2 separate regions of the Zea mays genome follow, and region 2 is linked to region 1. A link is a contact called in public Hi-C data. All regions are on one chromosome and are shown on one strand. The core of a region is the stretch at or near the end of the contact, and the rest is flanking DNA. Distances in the headings are between cores, read along the strand shown. Region 1 holds the start of LOC100278646. Region 2 holds the start of LOC100216871.

Region 1 (5,642 bases), core at 912-3,411:
CCTCTTAATGAAATTCTGCATGAGATGCCTAAAGCATTCCCTTTGGTCAGCCTGAGGAAACACATGCTTAACTGCCTTTTCTAACCCTTTGCATGCATCTGTACAAACAGCAAGCAAAGGAAGATCTCCTATTGCCTTTTTTAGTTGGCTCATGAACCATACCCAATTATCATCAGTTTCACCATCTATGAATCCAAATGCAAGTGGATACATCCAATTGTGACCATCAATAGTCGTGGTTGCAGCCATATGCCCATTCCATCTACTATTAAGTGCAGTAGAGTCTATGCTAAGGTATGGCCTACATCCCTCCAAGAATCCTTGAATGCAAGGGCCTAATGCAATCTATGGAAGTATATCTTGCCATCTACCTCCTTAATGTCAATCTCAATAACACTCCCCGGAGATCGAGTCAACACCTCTGCCCTCCAATTGAATAGCATCTGAAAACTCTCTTCCCAGCTGCCATGTAACTCTCTTAGAGCCAATTGCCTCCCTTTCCAAACCGTGTCATAGTGAATTTCACACTTATATTTCTCCTCCAACCTTTTTCGCAACTCCTTTGGGCCCATGTTTGACTCCTTCTTGAGATGATGGATAGCCTTTGATGCTACCCAAGCACTAGTAGGTGTTGTGGTCTTCCTTCGAGCACTAGAAGTACAATTGTGGGCCTCAATTAAGACTGTTACCTTCAAATGGGAATCTCAGTCAGTAACCATGTAAACAATATCATATGAAAAATAGGAAATGTACATATAAGCAAGCATAGGCTCAAAAGACTATACCATAACAGTATTCCCATCATGCTGTCTACGTCCCACAATATGCCAACGGCAACCTTCTCCTTTGCAATAACCAATAAATCGACTTGGGTCAGTTTTATAGATGTTTAGCTCAAACTCTTCGTTGATAGCGAACTGTCTCACAGCTAGCCTGAACTCACGCATGCTGGAGTACACTGTTCCAATATCCATACAAGGATTGTCTGGGTCATGCACCATCACCCTTTCTCCTGGAATTTCATCAGTAACAGGGATGGCTGCTCCAAGAGTTTCATCTTCACAATAACTAGTAGGTCCATTATCATGTCTCTTAAAAGCTTCAGCCACCTTCTCAGCAGCTTCATCCTCAGCTCTCAACCCAATCAACTCATACATTTTGTCATCGTCAACGATTTCTATCCTACCTTTCTCATCTTGGTTCTCAACAATTTGTAGGGCATCCCAGTCAATAACAGCTTCAGAGTGAGAACCAGGATATACTACCATTGCTAAGCTAAGCGGGGTCTCATCATCAAGGCTGAAAATATAAAATATAAAATGGATTCAAAGGGGACAAGGTTAGGGAAATTACACTGCTCTATTCTCCACTCAGCTCGATTCCAAAAAAAAGTTAGTACATGTAGAAGCATACCCGTACATACAATCATTCCAACTATACTCCATCTAGCCACTGTCCCCAACTGCACGCGAGATTTCACTGTAACCTAGGGTTACAGAGATGTACTGTAATTTGTTGAACTGATTGAAAAAAAATGCAAGAATAAATTACTGGGCAGCAGCGATGTCCTGGATCTACTCACCTATACTGTGTTGCGTTGCTGTCTTGGGATGGAGACTCCACTGCCGACGGAGGAGGAGCAATCTGAACGGCGGCGGCAGACTTCTGAGCACAACGGCGGTGGCGAAATACCGAGCGAGGGCGACGGAGGAGCACCAATCTAAGCGGCGGCAGGGGAGGAGCAGAGTGAACGGGAGGAGCGGCCGAAGGAATCGCAGCAGCGGCTCCCGCCGCCGTTGAGGAACGGGAGGAGTGAACGGGTCCAGCGAATGTGAGATGCTAGCAAAGGTGTCAGCCACGTCTTGATTTGGAGCAGGGGCAAAAAGGTCCAAGCAAGTGCCCTCTCCTCTGTTTATGCATCGAATAGGTGATAAATGGCATTTTGTCGGTAAACAACGTGTGAGGATGGTGCACTAGCGAAGCTCTTGCACATAATGGCATTCGGGCGAATCCCACGTTCCATAATGGCATAATTCCATATTTCTCGTTTGTCTTGTGGTTCGGCCTGTAGTTGCTGCTAGCTGAACGAACGAGAGATCTCGTCTGCATTTTCTCCCTTTAAGGCTGTGCTTCAAGTTCCTGAAGATATTTCGAATCATAATTTTATTACTCAAATTTCTAATTACCTGAATTACCCTACCCGGAAATATCAGCTAACCCCAGACCGCCCAACACCAGCTCCACCCTCGCCACCAACCGCCCCCGCACCACGGCCAGAACCCTAGTCACTTCCCCGCCGCCCACTCCATGGAGGACGACGCCATCTCGACGCTCATGGACATCGACGACTCGCCGCTCAGCGCTGCGGGGGCCGGGTTCCTCGACGAGGAGGACGGGGAAGGCGAGATGTTCTTCGCCCCGCACCGCGCGGCCCGCGGCGGCGCTGGCGATGCCCGCGGGCCCCTCCCCTTTTCCGGGTTCTTCAACAGCTTCGACGGCGCCGATTTCGACGACGACGACCTCGCCTGAGGGAACTGCCGCCCGGTTCGGTAACGGATGTTGTTCGTGGATCGCGAATCGTGTTATGTCGATACCGTGATGGGGTCTCTTAATTAGCGCATCGATTCAGACTCGTTTGGGCAATCTGAAGATGTTTAGGGATCAACATTACCTTTGTGGCCTATGGTTCGTGGATGCACATGCACAGGGATCAATATAAGTACCTTTGTGCCCCATGGTTCGTGGATCACTGTGCATGTGTTCTTCCGCGTCTTTGTTGTTATTTTGGCTCCATCTGTATGATCTAATGAACCTTCCTTTGTTATCATTCTGTCTCTGTTACTCGATGACTTGTTATAGGTTGTTAAATGCCTATATCTGTTTGTCGAATTGTGTAGGCTGTGAGTTATTTGCTTTATAGAATTTGTGGTTAGTTAACATATTGTGTTGAAAGTTTCCATTTGTCATCAATTTAACCGGCTAGTGATGACAATTCATAGATGCTTGATTATTTGGTGTCGAAGTGGAAATATCACATTAGCATAGGCACATTTTTTTGGAAGCATTGCATCAGTATGCAAATTTGGTATTGCAGGGTAGTTTTAAATCTGCTTCACAGAAACTTTTTCATCATTCATCAAATCAGAATTTGCATAGTTACACTGTCTACTAGAAATTTGGTTCAGAGCTCAAAACTGAGAGCATGCCTAGTTCTAGTTGCCATAAGCATCACCATTGTTTCCAAGTAGCATAACAGTCACTGATAGTAGGGTTTGAATTGAGCTTGGGAGATAACAAAATTGGGAGTGCATGCCTAGTTCTAATTGCCATAAGCATCACCATGCAGGGTTATGAATTGAGCTCAGGAGTCAGGACACAACAAAACTCGCTGCACTGTTTTTTCAGCTTATTAATAAAAAAACACTTACAACGCCAACATTAAACATTGGAAATCTGTCCTGGCTTCTGTTAGGCTGTATCATAGTGTTTAACAATTGCTGTTATTCCTTGGTATTGAAAGGCTTTTGGTAACAAGCTTCATCCACAACTTTTTGTTCTGAGTCAATGGATTGGAATCCGTCAACCCCAGCTTCATTTGCTTCTTGAAGTTTTATTCAGAAATCAGAATTGAGTGGATGCTAAGATCAAATTAAAATAAATTGACGTGGCTTTAAACATGTATTATTGCCACTGATCATAAGTTGTGGCGCATACAGTGAGCTTACACACCTACAATACCTGCTTTGATGTTTTTTAGTATATTATTACAAAATTGTTGAACAGCATTTCCGGGTAGAGCCACTTCCATTTTCATGCCATTCCATGTTTCTTTTTCTGGATGGTCTTCGCTCAAGCAGCCCAAAATCAACCAGCTGATAGGCGGCAGCCAGACCACAAGAGCAGGGATAGGAGAAGGGGACTGGGATAATATATCATTTGTTTTCTTGCCTCTATTTTATTTATCTCCACCTTGTATAGATGGAGAGGTTTACTTGACTTCTAAGCAAGATGATTAGTCTTACCTTTAACCATAACCTTAATGGGCCTCTTGTACTACCAGGCCTAGCCGACTGCTCATGACATAGTCAATGTCTATGGAATCAATCAGGTAACTAAGGTTCCTTTTTAAAATAAAGCCCCCCCCCCCCCCCTAATGCTCTCATACTACTGGTCTAGCTGACTGCCCATGACATTGCCAATGCCTATGGAATCAGTCAGGTTCTTTTTTAGGAAAAAGGAACAGGAAGGGGAAACCCCTACTGAATAAATAAGTATGTATATATTGAAAAATAATTGTTGAGGTTGTTGCCATCTAGGTTCTTAAAACTGGGTCAGTTGGTCATGGTTCATATATTGGGCACGAGCCATTGCTAACTTTTGTTTTTTTTTACAAGACAAAATGAAGTTGCGTCAGATAATTCATTTCGTATGTGAGATCTTGCATGTTTCCTAGTTTTAATATGCAAGATTGCATATTTTTCAATGAGAAGTTCTAATATGCAAGATTGCATATTTTTCAATGAGATTGTGCATTTCACAGTTAGTATATAGAGGAGTGTGAAATATTTCGTCTTAGAACTTGTCTCAGAGTTCTGGATTTCAAAATTGAAACCCCCTTGAAAGCTAGCTTTCCTTCGAGAATCGCATGCTATATTTTGCTCTGACACAGGTATTGGCATAGTGGATCCAGCTGCTTGTATTTCAGCTTTGATATTACTCTGAAACTTATTCTTGCACATTGGGGAGTGGTTTATTTGGATTTAGTTGTCTTGATAGGTTTTTTTTCCCTAACAAGCTGTTGCAAACTTTTTATGGTGAGCCTACCTGCTATCTGCTCAGCTGTATATTGGTATATCTCTTAACTTCAGTAGATGTTGTGTTTCGATAACATGATGCCGTCTGACTCTGAGCGCTCCGCATAACGTCTAACGCAAATATAACCTAACAAAAAAGTTTTTTTTTGCATTGTGTGAGCCTGGCCAATGGGGGTATGCATCTAACTATCTAAGGGATTATTTAGAAATAAAGTATTTTTATAGTTTCTAGACAATACCATTATTATATTTTATGTCATAAGGTGTTTGGTTGTATTTTTAAAAATCTATGCTTTCAAAACCATGTTATTCTAGGTACCACGATATTTTTAGAGTATCAAAAACTTTACTATAACCCACAGTTTTAATGGCATGACAAACTTTTGTCTAAATATTATAGTTTATAATATTGTATTCAAACAATGTTTTTCAAAACCGTAGTATTTTTTAAAGAAACAATAGGGAAGATCTCTACTGAAAATATATTAAGAGGAAAAAAGTTCAGGCTGCACAAGAGGAAACGAATAAGAGAGATAGAGAAGGGGATTACATTATCAGAATCAGAATTTCCATAATGCAGGTAATTGAGAGTTGTCTCTTAAGACTAGAAATGGCTCGGAGGTGGTAAATGGTGCGGGGAGGTGAGAGACTGATGGAGTTCCAACAAGCTTTGGCGAAGTTACATCTGAAGAAGAGTGTGCCCAACTATTTCTTCCTGCTAAAGAATGCAATTGTCACAAGTGTAAGAATCTAATCCAGCCATTTTGCCTTGAGAATGTTTGGTATGATTGTAACAATTGTATGATTGTAACAATTGCAAAGTATAGT
Region 2 (6,231 bases), core at 478-2,977, 140 kb after region 1:
GGTGTTTCCTGTAGTGTGGTCTCCAGTCGTCGTGTGGTAATCTTCCTGTGATATGCACACTTCTCCCTCTCCCTTTTCAACTGCCGATCAATGAAGAAGGTAGGATTGGGCCGCTGCTCGCCGTGATTTTTGCCAGAGAGGGAGGGCCGACTGGTGGCCGGTACCACCAGTTCTTAGCGTGGCTTGTTGAGCGTGAGAGACAGAGAGATGGGGAAGAAGATGTTGTGGTTGCTGGTGGGAGATGTTGGGGAATGCTCTCTGTTCGTGGGGATGAGTTCCATGCCATGGTTAACTATTTCCCAAAAAATCAGCAGGTTTACCTGGCGTAAGCTACATTTCTTCCTAGACTAACATGCTTGCATTTCCTAAAGGTTTGACAAGAGGATAACTGATGAGTTCCATGCCATGGTTAACTATTTCTTCAAGTGTGCAAGTGCGTCTATCGACTGTATGGTTCTTTGGTTTTTGTTGTTCGCTGAGGTGCAAAGTAGGAAGAAAATGTGGCCCTAACCTTGCAAGCGGGGAATGTATCGTTTTTTGGTGCAACTGAAATATGTGGTGTTATTTTTTGTGCACTAACAATTTGTTGAATATTTTGTATACCGTTGCAACGCACGGGCATCTACCTAGTAGATGATTAAATGAGCTGTGACTGACGGGTTGGCCAAAGCATGGCTCATTTAATAGTGTCGGGCTGGACTCGGCATGAAAGTCGTGCCGTGTTTGGGCCGCTGACTTGACCCGTAGTGCTGACCCGGACCGACACGATTATATTTTTATTTTGCAAAACTTAGTGTGTATATATATATATATTATATTTTATATTTAGTATTTACAACCAACACACTAGAGTTTTACTTGTTAGCCTCCTTCATGTAGTGTTTTTCAGCCTTGGACCAGGAGGTTGTGAGTTTGAATCCCCCTTTCGCACGTTTTTTTTGCTATTTTTCTGATTTAATCAGACAACGTGGATAGATTAACGGACCGATCCGGCCCGGCACGGCTACCAGGTCGACGTGCCGTGTCTGGGCTGCGGCACGCGGGTAAAATCATCACGTGGCATGCCGGTATGTCTGGTGAATGAAGCATGGCCACACTCTCACCACAACCCACAGAGTAATACTACATGCGTTGACTTTTAAAAAAAACTGTAACCACTTGTCTTATTCAAAATATTTATTTGAAAATATAAAATTTTAAGTCACGTTCAAACGACCTTGAGTGATAAAACGAACCACAACAAAATAAGTGAGTTAAATAATAACTCACGATATTTTCTGATCAGTTCAAGAGTGGACTTTGTGTGAAAGTGTTGACTCAGACTGCTACGGTAACAAAGCTGAACTCAGAAGAGTACAGAGAGGAGCACATTTTCAATGGCGTTTTTGTTCAGGAGCTGGACATCTGTATCTGCAATCTTCGTAGTGTCGAAAAAGGCGTGAAGAGGAGAGGAAAGGCCACCTTGGTAGGCGGCGACGTGGCGTGCGCCTGATAACTGGCGTGATGAAACCGAAAGCCTCAGACTCGTTCTTTCCTGGTCTAGTCTAGACTCTTAACTCTAGAGAATGGAGTCGGCGGATCTCCTACGGTTGGGCGTTGAGGCGTTTAACTCCTACAGCAGGATTCGACACAACCACGCAACTGCACGAGATATTTTGAGCTCTGGTGGTTGGATTTTAAGGAACAAGGACATTATGTAGACGTCGTCAAGATCAAACATGGTTGAACTTGAACAGCACGCAAGAATGGAGGCGGAAAGAGCTGGAGCGTGTCTCCCCCTCCCCTACCAGGCGACCAAATCCATGTGCGTGCTGCTCCTCGCTGCTGCTTCCATGCTGAGCAGCAGCCATACCACCACCGCCGCCGCACATGGTGCTGCTTCTGCTACTGCCTCTCCTCCACCAGCGGCGTTGCTGATCGCCACGGCCGACGACCAGCAGGCTCTGCTCGCCTTCAAGGACCTCGTCACCGGCGACCCTCACGGGGTGCTGACCTCATGGACCGCCGCTGGCAACACGACCGCCGGCGTCTGCAGCTGGAGAGGCGTGGGGTGCCGCTCCCGCCGGCGGCGCCCTGGCCGCGTCACCTCGCTGGAGCTGGCGTCCGCCAACCTGACCTTCACCGTCTCGCCTTTCCTCGCCAACCTGACGTTCCTCGGCACGCTCAACCTCTCGCACAACTTCCTGTCGGGCAACATCCCCCGGGAGCTCGGCTTCTTGCCCCGCCTCTCGTACCTGGACCTCCGGCACAACTCCCTGCAGGGCGTGGTTCCAGGATCCCTCGCCGGCGCCTCCAGGCTCCTGGTCCTGCAGCTGGAGTACAACAGCCTCGTGGGCGAGATCCCAGCCAACCTGAGCCACCTGCAGAGGCTGGAGGTCCTGGACGTCGGCTCCAACCAGCTCTCCGGTGCGATCCCGCAGTCGCTCGGCTCGCTCTCGAGGCTCACGTACCTGGGGCTGTACCTGAACAATCTCTCAGGAAGTGTTCCGGCGTCTCTCGGTAACCTCTCATCGCTCGTCGACTTGTTTGCTGACACTAACAGACTCAGTGGCCAAATACCAGACTCTCTAGGACGGCTGACAAGGCTCAGGCGCTCAGCTCCCTTGATTTAGCCTACAACCATCTCAGCGGCACAATCCCAGCAAGCCTGTTCAACATCTCATCAGTTGCCACCTTCGAATTGTCCGGCAACAAGGCTCTTTCAGGCGTTCTCCCGTCTGATATCGGTGCCACCCTCCCAAACCTCCAGAACCTGATCCTCAACGACTGCCAGCTGCGCGGCCGAATCCCCCGATCCATAGGGAACGCGTCGCTGCTCAGGTACATACAGCTCGGCGACAACCAGCTTGAAGGGGCCCTGCCGCTGGAAGTAGGCAGCCTGAAGGATCTCGAGGTGCTAACAGTGGAGAGCAACCGGCTGGAGGACGAGTGGTGGGGAAGTGATGACTGGGACTTGATCGCCTCCTTGTCCAACTGCAGCAAGCTGTTCTACCTGTCCCTTGACTCCAACAGCTTCCGAGGCGTGCTCCCGCCTTCCATCGTCAACCTCTCCAGCACGATGCAGAAGCTTCATCTATCACACAACGGATTCCACGGAGCGATTCCTACGGATATCCGGAAGCTTTCGAGCCTCACCATACTCACTCTCAGGGGTAACTTGCTGACGGGCAGCATCCCGCCATCGATCGGGGAGCTTCACAGCCTAGGAGTTCTAGACTTGTCCGAGAACAACATCTCCGGGGGAATCCCTCCTGCGCTGGGGAACCTGACAAACCTCTCCATACTTTATCTGTTCAAGAACAGCCTGCAGGGACCCATACCCACGAGCCTGGGGAAGCTGCAGAACATCGGTAGCCTGGTCCTGTCGCTCAACCAGCTTACCGGCTCGATACCAGCGGAGGTCGTCAGCCTCTCCTCTCTGACCAGCTACCTCGGTCTCTCGTACAACTCCCTCACTGGTCAGATCCCATCAGAGGTCGGGAAACTGACGAACCTAGTGCTGCTGGATCTGTCAGTAAACCAGCTATCCGGCGACGTTCCTGCAGCTCTAGGCAAGTGCGTGGAGCTAGCGCAGCTTCAGCTGAACGACAATCTTCTTCAAGGCGCCATCCCGCAGTCCTTGAGTGGACTGCAAGGAATGCAAGAGCTGGACGTCGCGAGGAACAACTTATCTGGCCCTGTTCCGAAGTTCTTTGCCGACTGGCCGAGCCTGAACTACCTGAACCTGTCGTACAACAGGTTCGAAGGCTCCGTTCCGGTAACGGGCGTCTTCGGTAACGCGAGCGCGTTCTCCGTGGCTGGTAATAACAAGGTCTGTGGGGGAGTTACAGCTCTGCAGCTTCCGCCATGCCCCACTGTCGAAGACGAAGAGCCCGACGACGCTGACAACAGGAGGCCAAGGAGACTAGCAGTGATAATAGGCACTGTTGTTGGTTCTACATCTTTGCTTCTCCTTGCCTTTTGTGGTCTTCTCCTGTTGGTCATGAGGCGGCGGAAAAGGGCCCCTGCCAATCTCCCTTTGGCGGAGGACCAGCATTGGCAGGTCTCGTTCGAGGAGATACAGAAGGCGACTGACCAGTTCTCCCCGAGTAATCTCATAGGCGTGGGAAGCTTCGGGTCCGTTTATAGAGGGATCCTCCTGAGCCCAGGTGCGCGGCAAGTTGAAGTCGCGATCAAGGTCATTGACCTCCGGCAGCATGGAGCCGAGCACAGTTTCCTGGCCGAATGCCGTGCCCTGAGAAGCGTTCGCCACCGGAATCTTGTCAAGGTCGTCACCGCCTGCTCCAGCGTTGGCCACCAGGGAAACGACTTCAAGGCGTTGGTCTACGAGTTCATGCCGAACGGGGACCTCGACGTGTGGCTACACCACCACCATAGGCAAGATCCACAGGATGGGGCGCCGAGGAGGAGGAGGAGGCTGACCGTGACGCAGAGGGTGGACATCGCGCTCGACGTCGCGGCGGCTCTCGACTACCTGCACCACCACGGCCAGGCGCCCGTCGTGCACTGTGACCTGAAGCCGAGCAACGTCCTCCTTGACGGCGACATGGTCGCGCGCGTGGCGGACTTTGGCCTCGCACGGTTCATCCGTAACAAGATGGTGAGCGAGTCGGCGGGAGGAAGCAGCACTTGGAGCGTCGGGATCAAGGGCACCATCGGGTACATCCCTCCAGGTTGCAGAGCTTGTTGTTTAGTTTGTTCTTCCTACTGATGAGATGAGATGAGATGTTTCTAGGGATTTTTACGATTCACCCACTAGTGTGACCATCCTCCTCAATTCTACCCCTGACTAAATCCTCTACTCAGTTTTCCCCTCCTGTCTTCAACTTACGCTCAGAACTCACCTCACGGAGGACATTCCGTCCGTTAGTTGCCTTACAGGTGGACCCATTGCTCTGACAAGTGGGCCCGCTCTCTTTCCCCTTCATCCAGTCTTCAGTTCCTGAATTGAAACCGTGAGTCTGCTGACACCGCCGCCGCCAGAGACATCTTCCTTGGTGGCGCACCTCCCCAAATCCGGCGTGGTTGTCCCTGTCTCCGGTACGTCTCCGGTGTGTGCGGTCGTCCCTATCTCGGGCCGCAACTTCCTTGGCAACACACCTCCCCAAAGCCCGGCTGTGGGCGTCCCTGTCTCCGCTGTGGGCGTCGCTGTCTATGGCACGCGACCGTCCCTGCCTCCGGCGCTCGCGGGCAGATCTCCGGCGCACGACAGCTCTCTGACGTTCGGGCAGATGGATCTCCGGCTGTGAAGGATTGTCTGAAGTGTCTCCGGCGCGCGTTCCTCTGCATCTGCAAAGTCTCTAGCATGCGTGGTGCGGCACTCCGACGTGTCATGCTTGTTCTGTGGCATGTAGACGGCTCGACGACATGCGTGCCGGCCGAGGCTACCGGGAGCTGGCTGTTGGCATCTCCAAACGTGGTCCTCCTCCTACGCCTAGCGCGCGGCGTGGCTCTGTGGTGGCCATCGTGTAGGGGGGTCTTTGGACAAGTGAAAACTGAATTTAGTACTAGCGCCTGTAAAATATGTAATGTTTCTATTGAAAAACTAAATTATGTTTATTCCATAACTAGCATATCTTGGGCATTCTAAACATCAATCTACTACAACCTAGATTCAGCCGTTCGTTATGCTTATGTGATGGCAGTGAGTGGCTCTGAATGACAGTAACCACAACCAACGCATCAATATACATAGAAGCATGTGCATGCTCTTGCTGTTCATTCCATTTAGATGCAAAATGTTGTTAAAACTTAGTTGGTATTTATTTATCCTCTGAATTTTATACCTCCAGTAAATTAATAAACAATCAAAAAAGGATTGTCTGAAGTTTCACTACTTTTTCGGCTTTGCAGGGGGGTCTTTGTCTTTATTTATCCTCTGAATTTTATACATCCAGTGCATAACCTCATGATCTATTTACCTCAAGCAACTAGGACCAAATTATGACTCCATGCCAAGTTTCACTATTTTCTGACCATATTTGATATTTATTTATTTATTTTTAGCTTGAAAAGGCATTTAAAGCATATAAATTAGTAGATAATAAAAAAAGTGGCATATTTACATGAAGTAAGTTTGTAACTGTTAGATGACCTAAGGATGCACTTTTGAAGTAAAAACAATGATAAACGTAAGAAATATAGCTCAAGCACTGATGTTATAGTCGAATGTCATGAAACTTAGAGATAGATGTGTCCATTTGTGAAGCACCTATATTGACACTTTTGTAT

What was found. Hi-C and Micro-C count contacts between places; a contact is called where the count stands out from the background.
Region 2: a Hi-C map of ear shows a contact between it and region 1, with 2.6 times the contacts expected there. The contact joins the promoter of LOC100216871 here to the promoter of LOC100278646 in region 1. A contact is called at or near these places in 2 of 25 Hi-C or Micro-C datasets (ear and leaf).

The regions. Positions count from the first base shown.
Region 1 is chr4:146,389,070-146,394,711 of Zm-B73-REFERENCE-NAM-5.0, forward strand. It overlaps LOC100278646, which reads left to right and starts at 2,162. Exons shown (of 1, transcript NM_001364472.1): 1 at 2,162-2,824. The coding sequence starts at 2,308. The coding sequence ends at 2,529.
Region 2 is chr4:146,533,033-146,539,263 of Zm-B73-REFERENCE-NAM-5.0, forward strand. LOC100216871 reads left to right here and starts at 1,728. Exons shown (of 2, transcript NM_001143260.1): 1 at 1,728-2,499. The coding sequence starts at 1,746.